Regions from separate parts of the Mus musculus genome. Here regions 1 and 3 are each linked to region 2. A link is a contact called in public HiChIP or PLAC-seq data. All regions are on one chromosome and are shown on one strand. Each heading gives the region's core, a stretch centred on a gene start, on an enhancer-like site or on the middle of the called end of the contact. The rest is flanking DNA. Distances are from core to core; before and after follow the strand shown.

The links. HiChIP or PLAC-seq counts read pairs in DNA pulled down with a chosen protein or histone mark.
Region 1: an H3K27ac HiChIP or PLAC-seq map of microglia shows a contact between it and region 2, with 5 times the contacts expected there. The contact joins two enhancer-like sites. A contact is called at or near these places in 2 of 115 datasets of contacts at active chromatin or transcription factors (microglia and pancreatic cancer cells) and 1 of 9 other capture datasets (liver).
Region 3: an H3K4me3 HiChIP or PLAC-seq map of bone marrow-derived macrophages shows a contact between it and region 2, with 3 times the contacts expected there. The contact joins the promoter of Ocel1 here to the enhancer-like site in region 2. A contact is called at or near these places in 1 of 39 promoter capture datasets (hippocampal neurons), 3 of 484 Hi-C or Micro-C datasets (embryonic stem cells and erythroblasts), 6 of 115 datasets of contacts at active chromatin or transcription factors (T-cell acute lymphoblastic leukemia, bone marrow-derived dendritic cells, bone marrow-derived macrophages and 3 more) and 3 of 9 other capture datasets (adipose tissue, liver and pancreatic islet).

Annotation. Positions count from the first base shown.
Region 1 is chr8:71,308,617-71,312,627 of GRCm38.p6, reverse strand. All of the region lies in intron 2 of Myo9b (myosin IXb), which reads right to left. Among named protein-coding and RNA genes, the nearest start is that of Myo9b, 38 kb to the right of the region's middle. Within about 2 kb of position 2,082, at least 80 of the 459 cell types and tissues checked have an H3K27ac peak or open chromatin away from gene starts, as enhancers often do. A contact at or near this core is called in microglia, where this site is marked.
Region 2 is chr8:71,631,585-71,635,883 of GRCm38.p6, reverse strand. Unc13a (unc-13 homolog A) reads left to right here. Exons shown (of 44, transcript NM_001029873.2): 39 at 658-714; 40 at 915-995; 41 at 1,220-1,367. Among named protein-coding and RNA genes, the nearest start is that of Mir6769b, 2.6 kb to the right of the region's middle. Within about 2 kb of position 1,718, at least 71 of the 459 cell types and tissues checked have an H3K27ac peak or open chromatin away from gene starts, as enhancers often do. A contact at or near this core is called in T-cell acute lymphoblastic leukemia, bone marrow-derived macrophages, erythroblasts and 1 more, where this site is marked.
Region 3 is chr8:71,369,400-71,373,253 of GRCm38.p6, reverse strand. It overlaps Ocel1 (occludin/ELL domain containing 1), which reads right to left and starts at 1,956. Exons shown (of 4, transcript NM_029865.2): 1 at 1,269-1,956; 2 at 621-786; 3 at 452-505; 4 at 1-308. The coding sequence starts at 1,579. The coding sequence ends at 180. It overlaps Use1 (unconventional SNARE in the ER 1 homolog (S. cerevisiae)), which reads right to left. Exons shown (of 8, transcript NM_025917.4): 8 at 3,522-3,727. The coding sequence ends at 3,545.

The sequences.
Region 1 (4,011 bases), core at 833-3,332, 320 kb after region 2:
TACTACTTTGGGTTCAGGTCCAGAGGAAATAACAACAGCCAAGCGGCTGGGAAGAACAATGTGGTCATCAAACAGTGGGTACTACCTAGCCTTAAAAAGAAAGGAAGGAGGTGGCTCAGTGGGGAAAGTGTTTGACAGGCAAATGTGACAACCTGAGTCCAAAGCCACAGAAGTCAAGAAGATGGTGGACATAGCACAACTGCCCAGAAGCTAGCAGGACCCTGTGGCAGAAATGAGGAGAGACCTGCCTCAAACAAGGTGGATAGTTAAGACTCACTCTTCAAAGTTGTCCTCTGACTTTCATATGCACTATACACACAGATGCATGCAGATGCACACAGACACACACAGACACACAGACACACAGACACACACACACACACACACACACACACACACACACACACACACAGATGCACAGATACACACAGCTTTAGCATGCATGACTTACTCAACAATATTTGCTTTACAAGGAGTCAAAGTCTTATCCTGTTGCACAGACTGACCTAAAATTTGTGACTCCTCTGCCTTAACTGGGATTATAATTATGATCCACCAGCCTTAATTTAAACAAACAAAAAATTTTTAGATTTATTTATGTGTATGACTGTTCCACCTGAATGTCTGTGCATTAACATATGTGTGCCTGGTGCTCACTGAGGTCAAAATAGGGTGTCAGATCTCACAAAACTGGAGATACAGACATTTGTGAGCCACCAACTGGGTGCTGGGAATCTATCTGGATCCTCAACAAGGGCAGTCATATCTCCAGCTCATCCTTGCCCTCTTATTTTTTTGGTCTTACTATGTAGCCCAGACTGGCCTGAGACTCATGAACATCTGCCTGCCTCTGCCTCCCAAGTGCTGGGATTAAAAGTGAGTGTACCACACTTTCCAGGCTCAGACTTTTAAAAGCACATTTTCTAGTGAGGTCAAAGCCAGTCTGGGCTATATGAACTGTCTCATAAGCATACATCCTTGCTGTGCCCCACCCCAACACACTCTCGTTTGGGCTGTGTCCTCCACAGTCCCTGACATTCAACAACCAATGGTCTTCTCTTGAGCCTAGGAGCCTAAGTGCAGTCACTAGTGGCTTGCCCAGTAGGTGCAGGTGGCAGCTGCTCCACTAGACACCAGAGGCAAAGCTGTGCATTTCCATGGTTTCCAAACTGGGTGGTGCTACCTGCCTGTATATCTTGGCACCTGGGAGGCTGAGGCAGGGGAATTGTGATTTAAGGCTAACCTGGGCTACGTAAGCAAGCTCCTGTTTCATAAAACCCCAAAAATTACAACAGAAAGGGTAAACAGTCTAGGCTGAAGCACACCTGCAAGCAGGCAGCATTTTTCTTTTGATCTTCAGCTCCATGAAGCCTGTGGGAGGCCCTCTGGAGGTCCAGTGAGCCTGGGCTGCCTTCTTCTAAAGGGATACCATGGGGTAGAGGAAAGGGTGACATAGAACTGTTGCAGGAAATATATATATATTTACAATATATATATTGTAAAGCAAGTTCCCGAGCTACAACCAGCTACTTTCTACCCTGTGGGGTTTGGCCAGCATGCACTGGTGGGCAATGGCCAACCTGTTTTTATCTTGTGGAGACTCTCTGGCCTGGAGCTCTCAAAAGGTTTCCACCCAGCTTGCTAGGTTTCCACTAGCAGGTCACTATCACATCAACCCTGTGCTTCAAATCCCTCAGGAAAATCCATGCTTTGCTGCCATACCTTTCTCTCTTGAACCCAGGCAACCCTATGTGTGAAGGAAACCACAACACAAACGTAGTTCAGAAACAACAGTAACTCAATCGCTGGGTGCAACAACTAAAATCCTAACTTGTAAGCCTCATTAAATCTAAATCCTCCAGTGGTGAATCCTGATGGATCTGTCATTGTAACCGGGAGACACTCTACATTTTGTCCTCACGCTATGTCAGTCCAAAGAGAACTAATTCTCTCCTGCTTCCTTTCTTCCCCTCTCCAACCCGGAAGTCCTGCCTACTCGCCCAGTGATTGGCTCCTTTATTCACTAGGGGATCGTTTCACAAGAAGTCACTTGAGTGTGACTCACTCCTTGTCTGCAACCCCTGCCAGGAGAGCAGAATTAGCATCAACATACAAACAGCACCAGGTCCATCTACAACATAGAACCACCATGAAAAAGTGTGTTGCCCCTGACTGACTAGCAGCTATGTTTTCTGAATAGAAAGTTCTAGTGGCTTCCTCTAGGTTGCCTTTTATGGTCATGAATAAACTTCTGGTTGCGTTCTATGTAGCTTTGTGTGATTTATGTAGTGAGTGGGTGAGTTTAGACTTTGAGACAGAGTCTCATGTAGCCCATGTTGGCCTCAAGGGCTTAAAGACATGGATGACCTTAAACCATGAATCCTCCTGCCCCAGTCTCCTAAGTGCTGAAATAACTAGAGGCCCACCCAAATTACGTGGTGCTGAGGACAGAACTCAGGGCTCTGTGAACTGAGCTTCAATCCCTTCTGGCTTTTTGGGATGGAGTTCTCCTCCTCCTCTTCTTCCTCTTCCTCCTCCTCCTTTTCTCTTCTCTTCTCTTCTCTTCTCTTCTCTTCTCTTCTCTTCTCTTCTCTTCTCTTCTCTTCTCTTCTCTTCTCTTCTCTTCTCTTCTGTCTCTGTCTCTGTCTCTGTCTCTGTCTCTTTCTGTCTTTGCCTCCCCACTCTCTGTCTCTCTCTGTATTTCCCTCTCTGTGTATCTCTGTCTATCTCCTGCCCAAGCTAACCCTGAACTCCTGGGCTCAAAAGATGCTCCTGCCTCAGACCCAAGTGCTTGGGGTGGGGGGGGCACGTGGGGTGGTCACAGAGGAGTACTGTCAGACTTGGTCCCCACTTGCTCTTGACAGCTGAAGTGACGGGCAGAGGTCTCACCACAGCAGTCATAGGGAGAACCAGCCATTGAAGAATGATAGCCCAAGGGTGGAGGTAGAGCTGAACTGCAGATACAGGAAGCAGAGCATCACCATGAAGTCTCAGCTCCTCAGTGAAAGAGGACAAGGGAGCTCCCCAAGGCCTGCCTCACACCCCACTTCCACCCAGAGGCTCTTCTGGTCTCTTCCAGTCTTGGAGCTCAGCACAGCTCTGGACAGCTGCTGGCCAGACAGATATCCGACAACTATACACATCAGGGATGTGGTTAGGGTTGGGTGACTGTGGGACAAAAAGCCCCCTACCCTCAGTGCCCCTGACCACAGAAGGCACCAAGTGTCAGCCACAGATGAAATGGGAAATGAAACAAGAGCTCTGGAGGCCAGGATGACCCCCCCCACCCCCAAGATGGACCCATTCCTACCCAAGAATCCAACATAAGCAGCAAAATCTCAAGTACTGTTGGAGATGACCCAGTAGGTGAAGTACTTGGCCACTCAAGTGTGAGGAGCTGAGTTCAAATTCCCAGAACTAACATAAAGCTGGATACACAGCATGACTGTCTGGAGGTGGAGAGGGAAGCAGAAAAGCAAACAAGGTGGAAGGTGAAGACCACACCTGAGGTTGCCCTGACTTCCACACCTAGGTCATGTCACACACACACACACACACACACACACACACACACACACACACACACACACACACACAAACACACACAGAGCCAGGAGTGGTACAAATTATTGATATAGGATTTCACTATGTAGCCCAGGTTGGCCTTAAATTTGCTATGTAGCTCAGGCTAGTCTGCAACCCCTAAGCCTCCTCCCTTGCCTCACAGAGCAGCAGGATGGCAGATCTGCACCAGCATGCTGAGTAACTGGACAAATCCTGAGACCCTGTCCAAGTCAGGAAGGGACATTTAGGGCTTTCCGTAGCCAAGCAGATCCTGAGACTAAAGGAAGGGGAAGCAGATGTGCCAGCCAGGCTCAGGCAGTGTAGGCCAGGATCACATTTTCTGAGGCTGCTGTCCTCAGCTGCAGACGCCACCGCTTGCCTTTGGCTGTGGCTCAGTCCTAGTGGAATCAAGATATTGACTCAGGAGTTTCTATGGACAGCAATATC
Region 2 (4,299 bases), core at 469-2,968:
ACAAGACATCAAGGAATTACACATTCTTTCAAGGCCATAGGGTGGCTGTGACCACCATCTAAAGGGGTAGCAGTTTCAGAGGGGTTAAGTCACCTATCCAGGGCTGCATAGCCTGGCTGGAGTTTTCACCAAGACCTGCCTGGCTCTGCATAGCCATAGTTGGCATCTGGTGGGCATCTTGGGGAGAGGGGAAGTGTATGCAGATGCCAGTATGTGAGGAGTCTTCCTGATGCTCAAAGAGTCCTCCACACCACCCCCAGGGGTGACCAGGGGAAAGGAAATTCCCCCAAGGTGGGTCCCTGAATGCCCAGCCTGGCTCAGGACCCATTGCCACTAACAAGCCCATCTCTGTCCTCCCTCATCACGCCACACATGGACAGGCGGCCACATGCCTGTTTCTCTTATGTCTTCCAGTTGTGAGGTCATGGTGGGTATGACAGGGTGGGCAGTCTTCCCAGAGAACCGGGCTTCTCCTGCAACAAGGTGCCATGTGCCCCTGGATCTCACTGGAGCTCCTGATCCTGCTGTCCATGGGTCTCAAGCATTGCTTGAACCTTTGGACAGGAACCAAGTTGGCAGTTGGGTTTGGGTCACTCAGGATGGGGAACTATTTAGAAAACGCACACTCTCACCCGAGCTACCTGCTGTTTTCCACAGGGGACACAAATGATCTTCAATGCTGCCAAGGAGCTGGGCCAGCTGTCCAAACTTAAGGTGAGGGGGCAGAAGCTCTCAGGAGAAAGACTAGGAACAGATCAACAGGCAAAAATCCCTGCTCCCAGACCTGAATCCCACTTAAAATGTCCTTGAGTATAATGGATCAAGGATACAGATCACTTGATCCACAGCATGGAAAGCAAAGGCTCACAGTGTAAAAGCTTTGCCCACCTAACCTCTCCCTGCCATCCCCACAGGATCACATGGTGCGGGAAGAAGCCAAGAGCTTGACCCCGAAGCAGTGTGCTGTTGTTGAACTGGCCCTGGACACCATCAAGGTAAGGGAGGGGCTACAGAGGGTTTTAAGAGAGGGCATGAGAAAGTGGGATTTGAGGAATGCATAGGAATTTACAAAGTAAAGTATATGGGTAGCGAGCAGGGAGTAACTTTCCATCTGTGCATACAGTAAATACAGTGGTCCTGGGGCAGCTGTGGCCTGGTGAAGATGGGGAGGGTGAGAGGTGCTGGGAGCCATCTGAAGCCTCACTGTGTCCACCCTCAGCAATACTTCCACGCGGGGGGCGTTGGCCTCAAGAAGACCTTCCTGGAGAAGAGCCCGGACCTCCAGTCCCTGCGCTACGCCCTGTCGCTCTACACGCAAGCCACCGACCTGCTCATCAAAACCTTCGTGCAGACGCAGTCAGCGCAGGGTAAGGGAATCTGGTGCTTTCTTCCCGAGCCAACCAGAGTCTCCCCGCCCAGCCGCAGGCTCCTCCCCTGAATGACTGACAGAACTCCATGGGGGCGGGGCATCCGACATCTAGGCACCAAAGGTGATTCTTTCAAGACAAAGAAACAAGGGGTGATGGGCAGCCGTTGGAGGGAACCTCACTGACTCCAGAAGCCAGGATTTTAAAGCTTCCAGGGCAACGGAGTGACTGTCATTGAGGGGCGGGACCTGGTTGTCCGCTCTGGGGCAGGACTTCTATGGTACTCTTAGAATAAGAGAAAATTGACAGCTCTAGGTGAAATCTGATGTCATGGATTCAAAGCGTGGCTTCCTCCTTGGGGGCGGGGCCTCTGCGCTAAGTCAAAGATGTGGAATGATTGACAGGTCTAGGAGGTTCAAGGATCTGGCCCTGGGAGTTGTGGGGACCTGGGAGGTGCTGGGCCTCAGGTCTCCCCGATCCCTCTGTCTGTCTGTGTTGCTTCTGTCCCCGTCCCTCTGAGCTCTCTCCATGCAGCAGCTGAGGCCACAGGGCAGGGGTCCAAGGTCCTAGTATCTCTCTCTCTCTCTCTCTCTCTCTCTCTCGGGACCCCCGTTCAGAATTACCCCAAAGGTGCCATCTGGGCAGAGGTTGGTGACCTCAGGCTTTGTTCTTGTGGTGGAACGAGGGAGGTTGTTATCCATGGCCCCCAACCCCGCACAGCGGGTGGAGCCCAAGCCTCAGTTTCCTCTCCTGTTCTTGTTGCTTTTGGTGTCCCTAGTGTTCCCGGAGTGGGAGGCTGTCTGTCTGTCCGTCCGTCTGCACTGACGTTTCTTTCTCTCTCCCCTTCTCTCTCTCTCTTTCTCTCTCTCTCTCACTCTCTCATTCTCTCTTGCTCTCTCTCTTGCTCTCTTGTTCTTCCTGTCACTCGCTGCCCCCTTTCTGCGCCTCCCCCCCCCGCCCCCCCCCCCGCCACGTACACTCCTCCCTCCTCTCCTCCTCCCTCCCTGTCCATCCTGGTCAGTCCATGGTGGAAAAGGGACTAGGTTTACCCTTAGTGAAGACGTTTGTCCTGAGATGGGTACGTGCCTGCGCCGCCCGCCACCCGCACGCGGTGCCCGGTGCCTGCGCCCTTCCCCCTGCCCGGCTAGTAAGACCCCGGCCTTCCCGCACGGGGGCGCCATGTCCTCGCACATGGGGAAGGGCGGCTTGCTGGCTCCACCCAGGGAAGGAGTCCCCATCCCTTTCTCCCAAGACACACGCATCCCAGGCTGGGCCTGCGGCTTCCATTCCCAGAAAAGCACAAGAAAACTAAACAATGAAGTGTGCTCAGATCCTAAGTCAGCCATTCTGCAGCCAGCCTCCTCCCTGACTGTTCTGTCCCCTGGAAAACAGGGATAGTCAAGATGGACATTTCCAGGTGTGCCTGATGGCACAGGCCTGTGGTCCCTGTACTTGGGAAGCAGTGATAGGGGGATCACATGTTCCCACCAATCTTAGTCAAATACCCGCCCCCATCCAAAAAGAACTTGCATCCTGTCCAGTCTTCCCACAGGCACCTGAGGTTTCCTGTGGTTGAGGGTCAAGGCAGCCTCCTTCCCCTACAAGAGACTCTGGTTATGGTGGGAGGGTGGAGTGTGTGACAGCCCCTTCCTGGTGGAGCCAGCAAACCTGGGGTGGGGGCTGGCACCGCCCCCTCCTCACTTCTTACTAGCCTGGGCCTTGATCTGACCTTTTACACAACCCACCATGTCTAACTCCCCAGCACCCCACCTCTGGCCCGGACTGAGCTTGCTGAAGCATTGGCCTGGGGGGAGGGGGCTGAGCATGTGACTGGGGAGGTATCTGAGATGATATGGGTGACCACCTGAGGTGGACAGTGCTGGGGCCATGAGCGCAGGAGTCTCCTGGCCGCCCTGTTTCCTGATCCCCATCACTTCCTGTCCAGCACAGGTAACCTGGATGGACCTCTGATGATCATCTTGCCTTCCACATTCTCTTCCTTGCCATGCCCGTGCATGGGGTGCCCTGGGAGTGGAGAGCTGCCTGGGGCGGGGCGGGGCTGGGTGGGGTGGGGGGTATTGATGAGGTGCTGGTGGCCACAGCCTCACAGGCCCTGGGATGTGCATCTGAGTCACAGGTCTGGATGGTTAAAGCAGTAGTTTTTAAACTGACCCCTCATGAGTCCCCAGCATAACCAGCATGACACTTAATGGTGATTGGGAGGAGCCCTGCACATGGCTACCACACAGACAAATTAGTTGACTAGGAAACTAATATTAGGGGTTTGTTGACATCAGGAATGGCTGGATCCAGATTCCAATGCCATTGGTCAATTGGTATCCTTGGAGACCTTTGTGGCCAGATTACAATAAAAATTAGGAACTGAGTTTCTATTAGCCCAGCCTGGATCACATGACCATGCAGAGGGCAATCTGCTTCCCGGGCAGGAAATGCCCTATGTGGACTGTTGTAGCTCTCTAAGTCACCACAGCTTTTGAAGAGCTGCTCAGTGGGAACTGAAGTTTGCCAGTAGATCTGGAGTCAGGACAGGGGCGACAGAAGCTGTCATGTCAGAGGGCAGGGCATTCTGGGAGGCTTCAGAAGGCTGGGAAGGAGCCTGTGGGTGGGGCACTGGACTCTAAGGGCCTCTTGGGAGGGAGCCTGCAAGAAGACACAAGTGCTTCCTTGGAGCCTGAGATGGGAGCCACGGGAGGCTCTTGAGCAGAGGAGGGATGGGCTAGGCCAGGCCGTTTTTACTGTTGTATTGGTGGCCGAGAGGGAGGAGAGCCGACCCTGGGAAGCTACTAGCCAGGGTGTCAGGGTGGGAGCTGGGCCAGGTCTGTGCAGGACATGAGCAGATTCCAGATACATTTTGAAGGCAACATAGTCAGGACTTTTCTGGGTCCCACCACCTCGGGCTAGTGTGAGGACA
Region 3 (3,854 bases), core at 707-3,206, 260 kb after region 2:
ACAGCCATTGCCCCCATATGAGACCTCAGACAGGTCTATGAACCTCATTTCCCCTTCTGTAAAATGAAGGGATGCTTTTAGGTAGCTGCACACAGTAGGTGTCTAATCCATGTTTACTCCCTGGAAGAACTGGTGTGGTTTCCTATTGGAGGAGGAGCCCGCCACCATCTCCAGGACACTCAGAAGTACACAGAGTCTTCACTGTTGCTGTCCTGCTGGTCATCAAATTTGCGGATCTGGGCCTTGAGGTGCCTGAGTTTACCCTTCAGGTAGTTACAGCGAGCCTGCTTATCCAGGAAGCCAGGATCCTAGGGGGACAAGAGTTGAGGAAGTCCTCCTGGCACTGTAACCAGAGGCCCTCAAGCTGTTCAGCTTTGATTACATGGTCCCAGTCTCAAGACAGCACCACACACACACAGCCCAATCTGTGACCCCAGGAGTCTCCACTCACCCCTCGCTTCTTCTCAAACTCTCTCCTGACATGAGCTGCCATGCGAGCCTCCTTCTGAAAGGGCAAGGTGGGAAGGGGCTCAGAAGGGCCACCATGACCCTGACAGCATGCCACCCAGTAGAAGCTGCACAGCCGCAGGAAGCTGGGGCACAGGAGTTCCTGGGCTGACCTGGCTTCGTGGCGGGGGCAGCGACAGCAGCAGGGCCTCCAGTTGCTGGAGCTTAGCCTGTGTGGCCCCCACCTCCCGCTGGAGCTCCGAGAACTCGCCATACTGGTCCTGGAACACTGCGGCATAGCGGCTCCGGTCCCTTCTGTTGGTCACTGGTGGGTACTTACTACCAGGTTGGAAGGGGTCAGTCAGTGTATAAGTAGAGGGAAATCTGTCTTTCCACCCATCATGGCAATTGGCTTTTCTTCTTCTTTTCTTTTGGTTTTTTTGAGACAGGGTTTCTCTGTGTAGCCCTGGCTGTCCTGGAACTTACTCTATAGACTAGGCTGGCCTCGAACTCAGAAATCCGCCTGCCTCTGCCTCCCAAGTGCTGGGATTACAGGCGTGTGTCACCACTGCTAGGCCCGGCAATTGGCTTTCCTTTGCCAGTGCTGACCACCAAATCAAAATGCCTTCTACCACCAATTCCGTTTCCTAATTTCATAAACTCTTATTCGCCCATCAAAACCCCAGCCTCAATGCCCCTTTCTGTTTCCCAGGCATTAAGAAGCTCTGAGGGAACGTGGGTATGATGAATTCAGGAGACTAAGGTAGGGGCTATCTTGGACTAGACGACCAGACCTGGTCTTACAACGAGTGGGCACTCACAGCTCGTAGTCAGGTACTGGGTTGAGGCGGGGTCCCAGATCTCTGGGATGCTTCTCAGGGTGCAGTGGCTCCCGGGGGCGCAGCTCATCCGCAAACACGATCTTCCGGGGCCTCACGCAGAGCTCTCCCGGCCCGGGCTGGCTCTGCGGCCGTCTGGAGCGCGGACGCTCCGGGGCAGGCATGCGTGGGGCTGCAGCTCTCTGGCGCCCCCTGGCGGCAGGGCGCGAATTGCAAGTGGCTTCCGGGCCTGAGAGCCTGGCCAGAGGACCCCGCCGGCCGCGCCTGGAGGCGGGACCTGCATGTATTTGCATACGCGAGCGCGGTTGGCTGGCCGCGCAACCCAGAGTGCGGATCCCGGAAAGGGGCACTGACGAGGCGCCGCGACGTCACCGCGGCGTCATGCTCGAGAGTGGCTGGCGGTGCAGCGCGGGCCCCGCCCCATTCTTGAAACCGGAAGAGCGCAAAGCAGCGGAGGGCGACTGGGGTCCGAGTCGAGACGACCCCTTCGCCTCTTGCCTCGCGGGGTTACGGCCCACAAAGCTTCCAGCCCCCGCCCGCCTGTGGTTATCCGAGGATCCCACTCGGTGTCACCTGTCCCAGAGCCCCGTCTGGCCCTGCCGCCGGGAACGCAGCTGTGCAGGAACTGCGGGTGGAGCCGTTGGCACGGGCGCTCGGCCGCTAGGGCGGGGCTCTCAGGGTGGGCGGAGCCTGCGGCGCGTGTTCCTCTCTGGGTTGGAATCAGCCCTTCACTATGCTGTTTGGCCTATTCATTTACCCCAGTCTATTGGGAAAATAAGGTAGTTTTTTTTTTTTCTTTTCTTTCTGCTTTTTTTTTTTTGTTTACCAATTTATTTTTTTCTTTAGCAATTGTATTATTTTTGTGTGTGTGTGACCTTGTACATACTCAGAGACCAATACAGGTCGTTGAGTGTCGTACAGCCCTACTTTTTTTTTTTTGACAGTTTCTCCGAAACCTGATGGTCCCTGTTTAGGTATTCTGGCTGGCCAGCGGGCTCCAGGTAGATCTGCTTGTATCTCCCTCCTAGCACTGGGTTGATAGGTTCCTGCTCCCCACCTCTGCCATTTTACAAGAGTACTAGGGGTTGGAACCTAGATCTGCATACTTGAGTCACACTCTTACACTGAGTCATCTCCCTAGACCCTAAGAAGTGACGTTTATTATGCTAACTATGTGTGTGTGCATGTCAGACTCCCTGAAGTTACCATTACAGTTAATATATTTATTTTTAAAGATTTATTTCATGTATATGAGAATATTGTAGCTGTACAGATGGTTGTGAGCCATCATGTGGTTGCTGGGATTTAACTGATGACCTCCGGAAGAACAGTCGGTGCTCTTATCCACTGAGCCATCTTTCCAGCCTATCTATCTATATTTATATACACACACACACACATATATATGTATATATATTTTTTTTTGGTTTTTCGAGACAGGGTTTCTCTGTGTAGCCCTGGCTGTCCTCACTTTGTAGACCAGGCTGACCTTAAACTCAGAAATCTGCCTTCCTCTGCCTCTCAAGTGCTGGGATTAAAGGCATGCACCACTACTCCCGGCCCAAATATATTTATTAGTTTTTAATTTTGTTTTTGTTGTTGTTTTTTGTTTGTTTGTTTGAGACAGGGTTTCTCTGTATAGCCCTGGCTGTCCTGGAACTCACGCTGTAGACCAGGCTGGCCTTGAACTCAGAAATCTACCTGCCTCTGCCTCCCAAGTGCTGGGATTAAAGGCGTGCGCCACCAGTGCCTGGCTAAATATAGTTTTTGATTGGCTTTTTTGTCCCTAACTCTTACTGCTTATTTTGCTCATGCTCTGGGGTGGAACTCAGGCTGTCAGGCTTTGTGGCAAGTGTCTTTACCAACTGAGCCGCCTGACAAGCCTTTCTTGTGCTATTTTTGGAAGATGGAGTCAAGGTCCCACTATGTGGCCCTGTCTGGCCTATAATTTTCTGTGTATACCAGGCTGGCCCTAAACTCAGTCTGCCTCCCTAGGGAGGGGATCTGCGTGGCCACTGCTCTCCCAGGCAGGTTTTAACTTTTCTTCCTGTTTTTGAGACTTGGTTTTGTTGTGTATTGTAGGCTGCCCTACGCCTTTGGAGCAGAGTGGCCAGGTGAAGGGCTGTAGGCTGACTTCAGGATAGAGGTGTCCTGGCTGGCACCACCCTGCAGCCCAGGCACCCCCTGCAACACACACACACACACACACACACTGCTAGCACTGAAGACATGTGGGTTGGTGTGCAGGCTTTCTTGTTTTATTTCAGCCTGGGCATGATTCGGATAAACAGGATCATGCTGATGAACACGAAGCACACGACAATGAGCATGGCCCACAGCAGCCAGTTCACTGACTTCTGTGCATGCTGCTCCAATCTCTCCGACTCCAGCTTCAGCTTCTCCAGGTTCTGGTCTGCCATCTTGAGTGAATGTGACAGGGTCTGTGGGAGAAGAAGGGGCTGTGTCAACAAGACTGAGACCCAAGTATGACTTTTCCTGAGTAGCCTGTGCTTCTGGTGCATAGTGTGACCTCGGCCAAGCATGCTCAGCTACCCCCTCCCCCTGGGC